Linked DNA regions of Oryctolagus cuniculus: region 2 is linked to region 1. The links are chromatin contacts, called in public Micro-C maps. All regions are on one chromosome and are shown on one strand. Each heading gives the region's core, a stretch centred on a gene start, on an enhancer-like site or on the middle of the called end of the contact. The rest is flanking DNA. Distances are from core to core; before and after follow the strand shown. Region 1 holds the start of PPFIBP1 (PPFIA binding protein 1). Region 2 overlaps PPFIBP1 (PPFIA binding protein 1).

What was found. Hi-C and Micro-C count contacts between places; a contact is called where the count stands out from the background.
Region 2: a Micro-C map of ear pinna shows a contact between it and region 1, with 2.7 times the contacts expected there. The contact joins the enhancer-like site here to the promoter of PPFIBP1 in region 1. A contact is called at or near these places in 2 of 6 Hi-C or Micro-C datasets (ear pinna and psoas muscle).

What each region holds. Positions count from the first base shown.
Region 1 is chr9:124,654,020-124,659,826 of mOryCun1.1, reverse strand. PPFIBP1 (PPFIA binding protein 1) reads right to left here and starts at 2,580. Exons shown (of 29, transcript XM_051850901.2): 1 at 2,354-2,580.
Region 2 is chr9:124,724,609-124,730,415 of mOryCun1.1, reverse strand. The region is part of intron 2 of PPFIBP1 (PPFIA binding protein 1); the gene reads right to left. LOC138843890 (a long non-coding RNA gene) reads left to right here. Exons shown (of 2, transcript XR_011379042.1): 2 at 4,999-5,480. LOC127486691 (small nucleolar RNA SNORA31) reads right to left here and starts at 5,120; the gene lies at 4,997-5,120. Within about 2 kb of position 2,210, at least 1 of the 8 cell types and tissues checked has an H3K27ac peak or open chromatin away from gene starts, as enhancers often do. A contact at or near this core is called in ear pinna, where this site is marked.

The sequences.
Region 1 (5,807 bases), core at 1,331-3,830:
ATGTTCTAAATTAACTTAAAAATCACAAACACTCCATGAGTATGAAGACGGGTCTTTGAAGGCACTGGCTCGTCGGTGACTATGGGGAAAATGACCTTGCTTTGATTTATCTCGGGCTGGAACAGTGGCTGACAAGAAGGCCACACTTGTAAGGACTCAACCTTGAGGAATTTCTTCCCCAAAACCCTTGAAATTAGGCACCACAGGTCTGACACTACAAGGAGGACTAACTGTCAAGTCCACGTGTGTCCATCAAGGCCAGATGACCCCAACGCTAAAAGCAACAGGCCAGGTCTTCAAAAAAGTTCATGGAAGTGTGCGTCACAAAAAAACCTGTGCAGACTTCTGTGTGTCTTGTTTTTTGTTGTTGTTGTTGTTTGTTTGTTTGTTTTTCACAAAAGCTAACTCCTATTTTTCATAAACTTCGTCAAGTGCCCTCATGGTGACTGGGCCTGTAATGATTGTTGATCAAAAGGAATCTAACCAAGACCGGATCCCAAACACCCTTCCCAGCTGTCCTCTGAAACAGAAAGTTGAGTACACAGAGTCACTGGGACTCAAACTGGGAGTCCAACTTAGGACTGTGGCACAGCCAAGCCCCCAAACCAAGACCAGCTTCTTGGAAAGAAAGCCATGATGAAAACCCGGCCCATCAAGATAACATCTCCTTCACCTGACTGGTTCTTGCAGCTGACTCTCCCAGGTTCACAGGCTGCAGCGTGGACGCACAAACAGCTGCTTGCAGGGAGCGCCCCCAAGCCCACAGGTACCCCCACCCCCATCTCCTTCCTACTGAAAACATGCACTGGAAAATACAGGATGCTTTAAGTACATTCCCTAGAACACAAGTACACCCTTACTGCAGAGCCATCAGCAATTTCTGTGCGCTCCTCCAAAACACAAAGCCAAAAAGAAAACACTCTGGTCTTTCCCCTTAAGGCACTCACTGCCTTTTCAAAAAAAAAAGCCTGCAAATCTTTACCCAGGCTTTTACTTTTTTTTTTTTTTTTCAGCGAGGAAGAACAATACAGACCCAGGTGTGCCATAAACAACAGGGAAGCAAAACACTTCGTTCCAGCCCTGCAACCAACTGTCCCCGGGACTTCAAAGAGAGAACCCCAGGAAGAGTCCTCGGTCGCATTTCCTGACTCCGGGCTGTGGCTTCTTTTTTCTCCCCCTCGCTGGGATCTGCCCTTTGCATTCAGGGGCCGGGCGGGTGGCGTTTGACTCACAATGAGGTCCAGGCTCATTTCCTGCAGACCTGGCCGCAAGAGGCTCCCACAGCTGGGGAACCGCCTGAGAGAAAGGGGAAACCGGACTGAGCCCACAGGTGGGTCTGTTTCTTCCTTGCCTGAAAGCAAGGATAAGCCAGGGTTCTGGATGGGCAGCCTGCAGGAGTTACCAGTTTTCCCCCCAAAAAAATCAATCATGCCCTGGGCACACGCAGGAAACACCAGTCAGAACGATGGTCTCCCACTTCTCAAACTCGGGCTTCTCCTCCTAACCGGCAGCGGCTCTCCCTCAACAGCAAACTTGGACTTTAAAAACCAAGTTCTCCGCCCCTGTGCTGTGCGCACCCTCCCGAAAGCCAGGGTTTGCGTCGGCCCCACACGGGGAAAGCCCAGGTCGGCATGCCACACCTTCCACCATCTTTCCCTGGGAAAACTCGCTTCTCTGAAGAAAGAAAAGGGGGGGACCCTGGAAACACCACTCCCGGCCGCGGCAGGACCCCCGCGGACTCCCAGCCCCTCGGGGTCACCGCGCCAGCAGGAGGCAGGGTCTCACGGGCGTGCCCCCCGCAGCCGGCTTCCCCGGAGCTGCTCACTCTCAGCCTGCCTGGACTACACAAATCCAAATTCTCAGCCTGCCTGGACTACACAAATCCGGGTTTTACAGTGATCTACAAGATACGTAACAGGCCACAGGAGGACTAAGGAGGGGGGCAAAAACTTTGCTTCTCCAAAAGCCTAATTTTGGAGTCAGCGGTTCATAAACTTTTTGTGGCATTCTTAAACACCTCCACCCAGCAACTCACTGCGCTCCCTGGGGTCCTCGCCTATCATCACTGAGGGGCCAGGGGCCGGGGTCTGGGGGTGGGCGCGTAAGGACACGGACGGGACCCCCGCACGTCCGACCCTGGGGGTGACTGCCACCGGGCAGACACACGGGAGCCACGGGGGCTCAGCTGCAGCCCCCAGGAGCACTCCCACAGAGTGCCCGCTGCCCTCCAAGGGAACGGGAATGAGTTGGAAAAGGAAACCGGCCCGGGGAGGAGGAGCAGCAGCTGTAGCTGCTGCTACAAGCACACAACGGTGCCACCTCCCCGGTCCCGAGCCGCGCCGGTCGCCCTTACCTGCGGGGCGGCGAGGCGCGGGCGCCGGCTTCCCCACGTTCCGCTTCAGCTCCCCTCGGAGTCCCAAGCCCGGCACGCGGTGCGGCCGCAGGCGGGCGGAGCGCGAGTCCTCCGGTCGCTTCCCCACCCCGTCCGCCCTACACCATGTCAGGAATCCGGGCAGGCACCGAGCTGGGCGCTGACATCACTCCCAGACCCAGGTACCTCCCCCTCCCACTGCCGCCTTCTCCCCGCCCCTCCGCGGGAGGCAGCCAACGAGCGCCCGCAGGGGGCGGAGCGGCGCGCGTGCGCCCCCGCTGATTGGGCCCTGCGAGAGTCACTCCGAGGAGTCCACTAATTTTATACATTCCTCGCCGAGCAAGACTGGAGCTGGAAGTGGGTGTTGATGGAAAAAAAAAAAAAAAAAAGCGGGCGGGGTGGGGGCGGCGGCTGCCTTTCCCACTATGTGTAAGGAAAGGCGAGCACGGGACGGGGACGAAGGTGGCGGGTCTCCCGGCAAACTTTTCTTGGCGTGCTCAGAAACGAAACGAAACGCCCCCGGCGAGCCCCGGGCTGCGGGAAAAGCCAGCGCCCCCGCGTCGCGGGCAAGTGCGCGCCCGGCGGCGCGGAAAATGGCCCGCCGCGAATCCTCCTGACGAGCCTGCGCCCGCCCAGCCCGCGCGGCCGCGCGCAAAACTTGGCGGGCGCCGGGCCCGGGTCTGCGGGGGAACCGCCGCCGGGGCGCCGGGGCCCTGAGGGCCGCGTGGCCGCTTCCGCGTGCGGCCACGGCGCTCGCGCCCCGCCAGCTTCCCGGGCAAACGGGGCCGCACCCCCAGAGGGAAGACGACTGCTGGCTGCGGTTGGATCGCACGGCGGGAACCCACGGGGGCGTGAGGGGCGGAACCGGGCCGTGGCGCCGACGAACCGCCCGAGGGAAATCGCGGCGGCTGCGCCACCAGATAGCAGTCAGCCAGCCTTTACTCCTGGCCGTCTGAGCAGTTCCGAGGGATGTTTCTGGAACCCGAGCCAAGGGAGACCTGAGTGCGTCACCCGTCGTCTTCCTGGAAGACAAGGGCTCGTTGCTGACCGACGGGTTCACCGCGTGTGGACCGCGGCGTGGCCACCTGCCCCCACCCCGAGTCGTCCCGGAAGCTGAGCGTTGGTAACCTGACGTGAGCAGGAGGCATCAGAGGCCGGGATTCGGGAGCAAGATCCCTCGGAGACCACGGTTGAAACCGAGGGCTGTTGGGCTCCGAGGCGGTGCTGTTATCACAGGTGTTGAGTGTCCACCGTGTACCTGCTTCCAACCACCACCACGCTGCAGAAACCCACGGACTCGGGGCCTCTGCTCAGACCTGCCGGACACTGCCCCCACCGTGCCATCCGTCACACCTGCGCCATCCCACCGACTGCGGGTTCCCCCACTCTGAATCTTTACCACTAGAGTTCGGCTTCGTCATCAACGAGCCTTCCTCCCTGGCCCCGGCAGCGCCCAGCTGTGAGCTCTCCCTCCACGCCTGCCATCTCACGGCTGTGCCCAGATCCCACCTTTGGGCCTAACTGGAATCCCCACTCTTCTCCAAAGCCTAGTTCAGTTAACATCCGGTCTTCTGGCAAGACTTCGTTGTGTGCTACAAGGCGAGACAAAGTGTTCAGGCCCTTCGCTGCCTCCTTTCAGGGAACTTTGGGCAGTCTCTCAAATGTCCATCCAGAACCTCCGTTGCCTGACAATACCTGAGCCAAGGTTGTTGTCCAGGTTTCTAGGGTTGTACAGATATGTAGACACATGCTTCGGGCTGGCCCTGGGGCATAGCGGGCAGCTCTGGCATCTCACCAGTTCGAGTCTCGGCTGCTTCACTTCCGATTCAGCTCCTGGCTCATGCGCCTGGGAAAGCAGCAGCAGATGGCCCAAGTGCTTGGAGACCCAAAAGAAGCTCCTGGATCATGGCTTCAGATTGGCCCAGCTCCGGCTGTTGTGGCCATTTGGGGAGTGAACCAACAAGTGGAAGATTCTCTCTCTCTCTCTCTCTCTTACCCGCTCTGGGGGAGGGGCACTTTGGCCAGAGCCCCGCCCACCCACCATTCATTCAACAACCCCAAAGTCCCCCAGATAATTTCTAAGCCAACCACTTCACCTCCCTCTTAGCCACTCATCCTTGCCTATCCCCAGGGGACACACCTGCCTGTCACTGCCTGTTCCGTGCCCTGAGCCCCAGATGTCTTCCTCAAACAGTGGCCCAGCCCTGGTCAGAGGCTGGCTGGCCGCATCCAGGCTAAGGTTCTGCCCAACCACAGCCAGGCACAGCCAGGCAGCCGCAGGAGGTGGGGGTGGGAACGTCCTCCCCCAGGGATGGCAGGATAGAATAACAACAGGAAGTCGCCTCCCATCCCCTCGGCAGCTGGAGTGATAACAGCTGCCACCAGAGTCCAGGAAACAAAAGACTCCCAAGGAAAACTGAAAACAAGCCAGGCCTGAAGCTGTCCTGTGCAAGCCAGGGGTTACAGCATAGGCAAGGAGAGAACCCTGCAGGGGGGTGATTATCAGCCACCTTGCCCCTCCTTTTAGCTGGAGTTACAGCTCCTAATCTGTTCCGCAGTTCCACTTCATCCTGATATTCCTAACATTGAAACACACAGAGACCACTGGCCCGTGGCTATCCTGGGGAGACGCCAACAGGATCAGCACCCTGCAGCAGAAGCAAAACAACGCGGCTGGGGCAGGCCCCAGAGCTCACCCCTTGTCCTGGCTCCACCAGCTGGCCTAGCGGGAATGCTCACTGGCCGCTCCTGGGGCTCCGCACTAACATCTGTGTAGCTTTGGCGATCCATGTGCCAGCTAGCTACTGCCACGGTCAGCCTTACCCTGGGCATCTGGGAACTGTACACGTGCTGTCGCTGTTGGAGGAAGACACAGGGAAAGCAAGAGAAACCCCACAGTGACCAACAAAAGCAGGACTGGCAGTGCACCCCGAACAACATCCCATCAAGTATGGGAGGCAGAATGCCCCTGCAGCCATCCTTAAGGGGTCTCTGCTTGAATTCACCTGGCGTCCAGGAGCACCTGTCGTGAAAGAACCCTCTCCTGTCAAGCCAGAGCCTGCTTTTCTGACTTTTTCCCCCCAAAAGACCTCTGTCTTGAGTCTCATTTGATCCTCTGCACCATCCTGTAAGGCACGAATTAATTAGTGCCATTTTCACATACGGTCTCCCAGGCTTGGCAAGCTACCTACGCAGATTATTCCAGAACACTCGAAACTGCGATTACAACCCAAGGTCTATTAGACTCCAGAGCTATTTGGGCCTTCTACATCTAAATCATTGTTTGTGGCTTGCATCCTTCCAGTCTGCCCTCCTAACAGAGACAAGCCAACTCTTCTTGTCACCTCATCCCCACAGTGCACAGGCCCGAGGACACACTGCCTACTCACCGGATCCATCAAGTTCATGTCCGTAGCCTGTCTGGGCTTCACCTCCC
Region 2 (5,807 bases), core at 961-3,460, 71 kb before region 1:
CTCACCTGCAGAGAACGCACAGTTTATCCAGACTTAGACCAATGTGCATCCATGTCTTTCTTTCTCTCCCTGTTCTCAAGTCCCTGTTCTAATCTCTGTACGTCCCAAAGCCCCTGGACCAGCTTCCTGAACACAGCAGCACCATGATAACCACGTGGTAAAATGAATAGCTAACATGCAGGAAACAATTTCATCAGGTAACATGTCATACTGAAGGCATTCCCTCTCTTCAAACTTAACCTTCAGGGGCCAGCACTGTGGTGTACTAGGCTAAGCCTCTGCCTGTGGCACTGACATTCCCTGTGGGCACTGGTTCATGTCCTGGCTGCTCCTCTTCTAATCCACCTCTCTACTACAGCCTAGGAAAGCAGTGGAGGATGGCCCAAGTGCTTGGGCCCCTGTACCCATGAGGAACACCCGGAAGAAGCTCCTGGATCCTGGCTTCGGATTGGCTCAGCTCTGGCCACTGCAGCCATTTGGGAAGTGAACCAGTGAATGGAAGACCTCTCTCTCTCTCTGTATCTCTTTCTCTCTCTGTAACTCCGCCTCTCAAGTAAATGACAAAAATCTTGAAAACAAATTTTACAAAACCTTAACCTTCAGAATGGCTGGTCCCTGGATATTTACATTGAGAGACAGGAAACACAGCACAGCTTAGATGCTTTCTGAGTGCAAAATTTGCTGAGTTTTATACAATACACAGTAAACAAAAGCATGTGCACATCTTTCTATCTATCTGAGTAGAAGCATATCCTACCTTCTCTTTTGATTTCAAAAGGTTGTTTTAAAGCCTTTGCATTTCTAAGTCCCCCAGATAACATTTAGGTTCATCCACCCACATACAGAGGCTGAGCGCAAAAAGGAGTCCAACAGACCTTGCCTCGGAGAGGCTGTGAGCGAGACAGGCATCTGCCAGCCACAGCTGTGCTCTGAGCCAGAGCTGGAGGATCTGGGACTCGCCCTAGCAGAGGCAACAGCCAGGCGGAGTCTGCACAGGCGGGAAACGGCGGGAAGCCCGAGATAGCGCCGCTGCTGAAGCAACAGAAAGAGATGTTCCAATCTGCTCTCTAGGCAACGTGAGGATGGGGCTGGAGCAGAGAAGTTGGTAGCGGGAATATTAGCCAAACAAAAACCAAAACACTGCGGGCTGTTTCCAGGGTGAGAGGCCAGGAGGAGCCGGCTGTGGACCGGCCCTTGAGCAGCTGCTTCACTCCCCCTCCACGGTCAGGCCAGCTGCTAAACCCTCCCTGCTGCACCAGCTCCAAGGCACCGCTGCCCTGTCCTCTGGGACCCATTTCCCCCGGTTAACTTAACATCCACCGAGATGAGAAATTATCAAGGCTAAGAGGCACAGCGGACTCCTAAGACGCCGGGCAGTGTTCCAGCAGGCATCACCAGGCGCTGCCTCCTGCTCTTTCATTCATTCATGAATTCAGTCCCCAGTCACTAGATGAGGTCCCCTTTGGAGTCAAGGCCACAAGAGGCAGCTTCCGCTCTCCCAGGGGCCAATGCCTGGCAGCAGTGCTGATTCTCACTTGTTCAACAACAAATGACCACCGGGAAGGCAAGTTCAGCGTGATGGTCTTCAGCTTGCATGAGGCTGTTTAAAGAAAATGCACTTGGGCTGGGGAGGGGATGGAGGGCATTTGGTACTGGACCTAAGCTGCTGACCGGCACACCTGCATCCCCCACTGAAGTGCCTGGGCTGGAGTCCCAGCTGCATTCCTGATTCCAGCTTCCTGCTAAGGCACACACTGGGTGACAGCAGGTGACAGCAGGTGACAGCTTCAGTAACTGGCTCCCTAGGCTGAGCTTCCTGCTCCTGGCTTTGGACTAGCTGAGTTGCAAGCATTTTGGGAGTGAAGTAGTAGATGGGAAACTTCTTCATCTCGATCTCCACCTCCCCCTTCTCTGTCTGTAAGTAAGTAACTTAGCAGAACAAATTTTTAAATTTCCTCCAGACCCTTGCTTTGCTTTCCACAGGTCCTGTGGAACTGGCCTGCAGGGTATCCTGCCACAATCACTGGGATTATACACTTTAGAGTTCGGTATCTGTGAAGCTGCCCACTTGCTAAAACAGACTCGGAATCCCCAAATCGCTCCTTGCAGCTGGTACTTCCTGTCCTGCTAGAATCACTTGCAGGCTTGCAAAGAGGAGCTTGCTCTGCTGGCTACCAAGGGAAAGGTGGGAGAGGGGCCTGCAGGCCAGGGGCACCGCGAGCAGTGGCCCTGGGGTTTCCTGCAGGCTGCCACTGTCTCTTGCCACTCTTGCTCCTCCCTGCCTGGGGGCTGGGTTTTAACTTTCCCAAACCCTCAAGATGTCCAACCTGGTGGAAATGCCTCTTAAGAACAGTAACCAACCCAGGTCTCTAAGAACCGAACATCCATTTTTCTAAGCAAATTACACATTCTTGAATTTCTGGAAATTCACAAAGAATCAGACTGTCACTAGAGCAAATCCTCCGAAGCGTCTGAGAACGCCTTGCAGGTCACATTTCGTCCACCTCCCCAAGCGGGAAGCACTCCCAGAGGCCAGTGTTCTGGAAGCTTCTCTCTCCGGGAGCTCCCAGCACAAAGAACCAGCAGCAGGAACACAGAGCCCCATCCAGCGGCTTCTGAATTCCCCAAGGTGGAGGCGATGTTTCTTTGTGGAACAAAACAGTCATCCAAGGGCTGGGCGGCTCGACAGCTTCCAAGCAAGCCGAGAGGCCGAGGCCGAAGCCAGGAGAAACCGCCCATCAGAAACCAAAGGCCAGGAAACTTAGATCCAAAATAAAAATAGTACAAAATGCCCAGAATAGCCCAAAAGACAGCTGATGACCTTTCGCTGCAACATGTCTTTATATCACAGTATCAAATGGCCTAGCATCTAAAAGCCAAGCACATCATTAGTGCTGCAAAGGCAGAGGAATAAAGTAAAACATGAAACACACAGGACACAAGCTGATGGTGCAATCTGAAATACAGAAGAAAACCCCAAGACAGTTCCTGCTGTGTTCCCAGGGGACTGTGCTTGGCAAGGGGTCACATCTCCGTTCAAGGTGACAGGCGCAGAAAGCTGACAAGGCTCTTTGGATCTGAAAGCTGCCACAACTATTGCAACAGAAACAGAACATTATAGCATGAACCTGGAGCCGTCGTGGATCCTGTCACTACGGCTGTCAACGTCCCTAAGTGCAGTCTCCTCTGGGCTAAAGCCACTGTGGGTTGGCAACTCTGGGGCAGCCAGCCCCAGGCCATGCAGGGAACACGGGGCGCCCTGCAGACCCAGCCTGGTTTCTATAATGATCATGCACAGAACCTTGGTCTACTGCTAAATAATGGATCTAAGAAATGCTGAAATCTCTTCCCCCACTCCCCACGCCCAAGGCAGTGGAGAACCTGGCTCCCTGGAATGCTGGTACGAGAACCCAGCTTTCCCTGGAATACATCACACGAAACCACAGATGCACCAAGCAGAGTCAAAATTCCCTTGGACTCTCATCCTCCTTCTTAGAAAACTGTCAGAATCATATATCCAAGAGCCATCTAAGCTACTTAGTCCTCCTAATTAAATATATCAATACCTGCTGACATAGGGGGAAAAACGCGCTTGTCCAGTGACAGGGCCAGTGTGTGCGGGCACACACATATCGCGTGTTCAACTGTCGGCTAAACGTATAAGCCAGTCTTTTCTCTCTGTCCACAGTCACCCTCCAGCACTCAGGTCTCATACACAAAGCAGGAAAATCAAAATCCCTAACAGCTGGCTTCCTAAGAGGTGACAAGACAGCAAAAGTGACAGAGAATGAAGACTGTGATGGCTCTGGCCGGGCATTTTGAGCAAATAGCTGGGAGCAGCCCTGAGTCTCCACCCACACTCACACAAGCAGCAGCTGCCAGAAGGAAGGGCTGGGCAGGCCCAACCCAAGCCCGGTTTGATCGCTGAGATGAGCCTGGACATTGGTTAGGAGGAGGAGAGAGCCCCAGAAGAAAATAAACGCCCAGGAAAATGTCGCGAGTGACAGATGAAAACACAGTCATGTCCATCTCGTCTCAAGCTGTAACAAGCCAAGGAAGCACCCGACAGACACACCTGACAGGGATCCACGTGAGTCAGCCACGCCCACGCAGCATTTTCAGACTTTTTAGGAGAAACTGCCTAAATTAAAGTGTTTGGTCCACAACAGATGACAGGAGACAGAAATCTTCAACTTGCATTTAATAATAATGAGCGAGGTCAAGACAGCAGCGAGAAGGGTGGAAAGTAATGAACACAGTTGGACAGGAGGACAGGACCCAGTAGCTACCAACTACCTGCCTGCAAACCACCGCACTCCCAGGCGGAGCGGGGACACCCAGCTCACCCACGGGCTTCCTGGGCTTAATGACAACAAGGCAGAGACGAAACCAGACATGGCGCCCCACCTCTGGACAGTGTGGGCCGCTGTCATCCCAGGACTCAGACACTAAGGACAGGGGAGGGTGTGGCCTCCTAGGCAAACAACCTCTCACTTCCAAGTCCTCGCTGGAGGAGAAAACACATAGTCCCCAGATTTCAGCTTACTTCCCTTCCTTCCCATATGACTGCTCTTGCTCCCAGCTGCAAACAGACCCCTGGGAATGAGGACACAGACCAGAACTATAAAGGAATTATTAAAGGATAGCACTACTGAGCACTTACTCATTTATTTTCTTTCCATTTCAGAGAGACATAGAATACCCCATTGCCTGCAACAGCTAGGGCTGCACCAGGCCAAAGCCAGGAGCTAGGAACGCCATTCAGGTCCCCTACATAGGTGGCAGGAGCCATACTGAGCCATCAGCAACTACCTCTGAGGGTGTGCATTAGCAAGAAGTAGTGGAACCGGGATTCGAACCAGGCACATCCCAATATGGAATGTAGGCGACCCAAGCGGTAACTTAACTATTACACCACACGCCTGCAGCCACTACTCAGTATTTATTTTTATTTTGCTAATTACATTTCATTCAAATGCTAATCTTTTTCTTTTACAGATATTTCCCATTCAATCTGGGCCACCACAAAGACTGAAAGTACAGAGATTTTTTTTCCTTTACATCCCAGTGCAAAACAAAAGGACATCAGCAAACTGTTCAAGGTCGCTCTGTGGCTGCAGTTATTGCTACATTTTAGCTTTTTTTGTTTTTAAGGATTTATTTATTTATTTGGAAGACAGAGATACAGAGAAAGAAGGAGGGAGGTAGGGAGGAGGGTGGAAGGGAGAGAGATCTTCCGTCAGCTGGTTCACACCCCAAATGGCCAAAACGGCCTGGCCCAGCCAGTAGCCAAGAGATTCCTCCTGGTCTCCCATGTGAATGGCAAGGCCCAAGCACTTGAACCATATTCCACTGCTTTCCTGGGCACATTAGCAGGGGCCTGGATCAGAAGTGGAACAGCTGGGACCCAAACCAGCATCCATATGGGATGCTGACACTGCAGGTAGAGGATTAGCCTTGTATACCACAGTGCCTGCTCCAAATGCTACTTTTTAAGACTTATTTATTTATTTCAAAGACAGAGTGACACAGAGAGAGGAGATAGAGAGAGAGAGACAGAAAGGGAGAGAGAAAGAGAGAAAGAATATCTTCCATCTAGTGGTTTACACTCCAAATGGCCTCAAGAGCTGGAACATGTCGCTCCCCCTCTTCGTGGAGGAACGACACTAAACCTGCCTAGGTTTCATATCCAAGTCACGGCACCATTATGTCGCTCCCCCTCTTCGTGGAGGAACGACACAGGACCCTGCGCTGTTCTTTTGTCTGCTCGGCCCTCCCCGGGTTTGCTGCTGGTTCTTCCCGGGTTG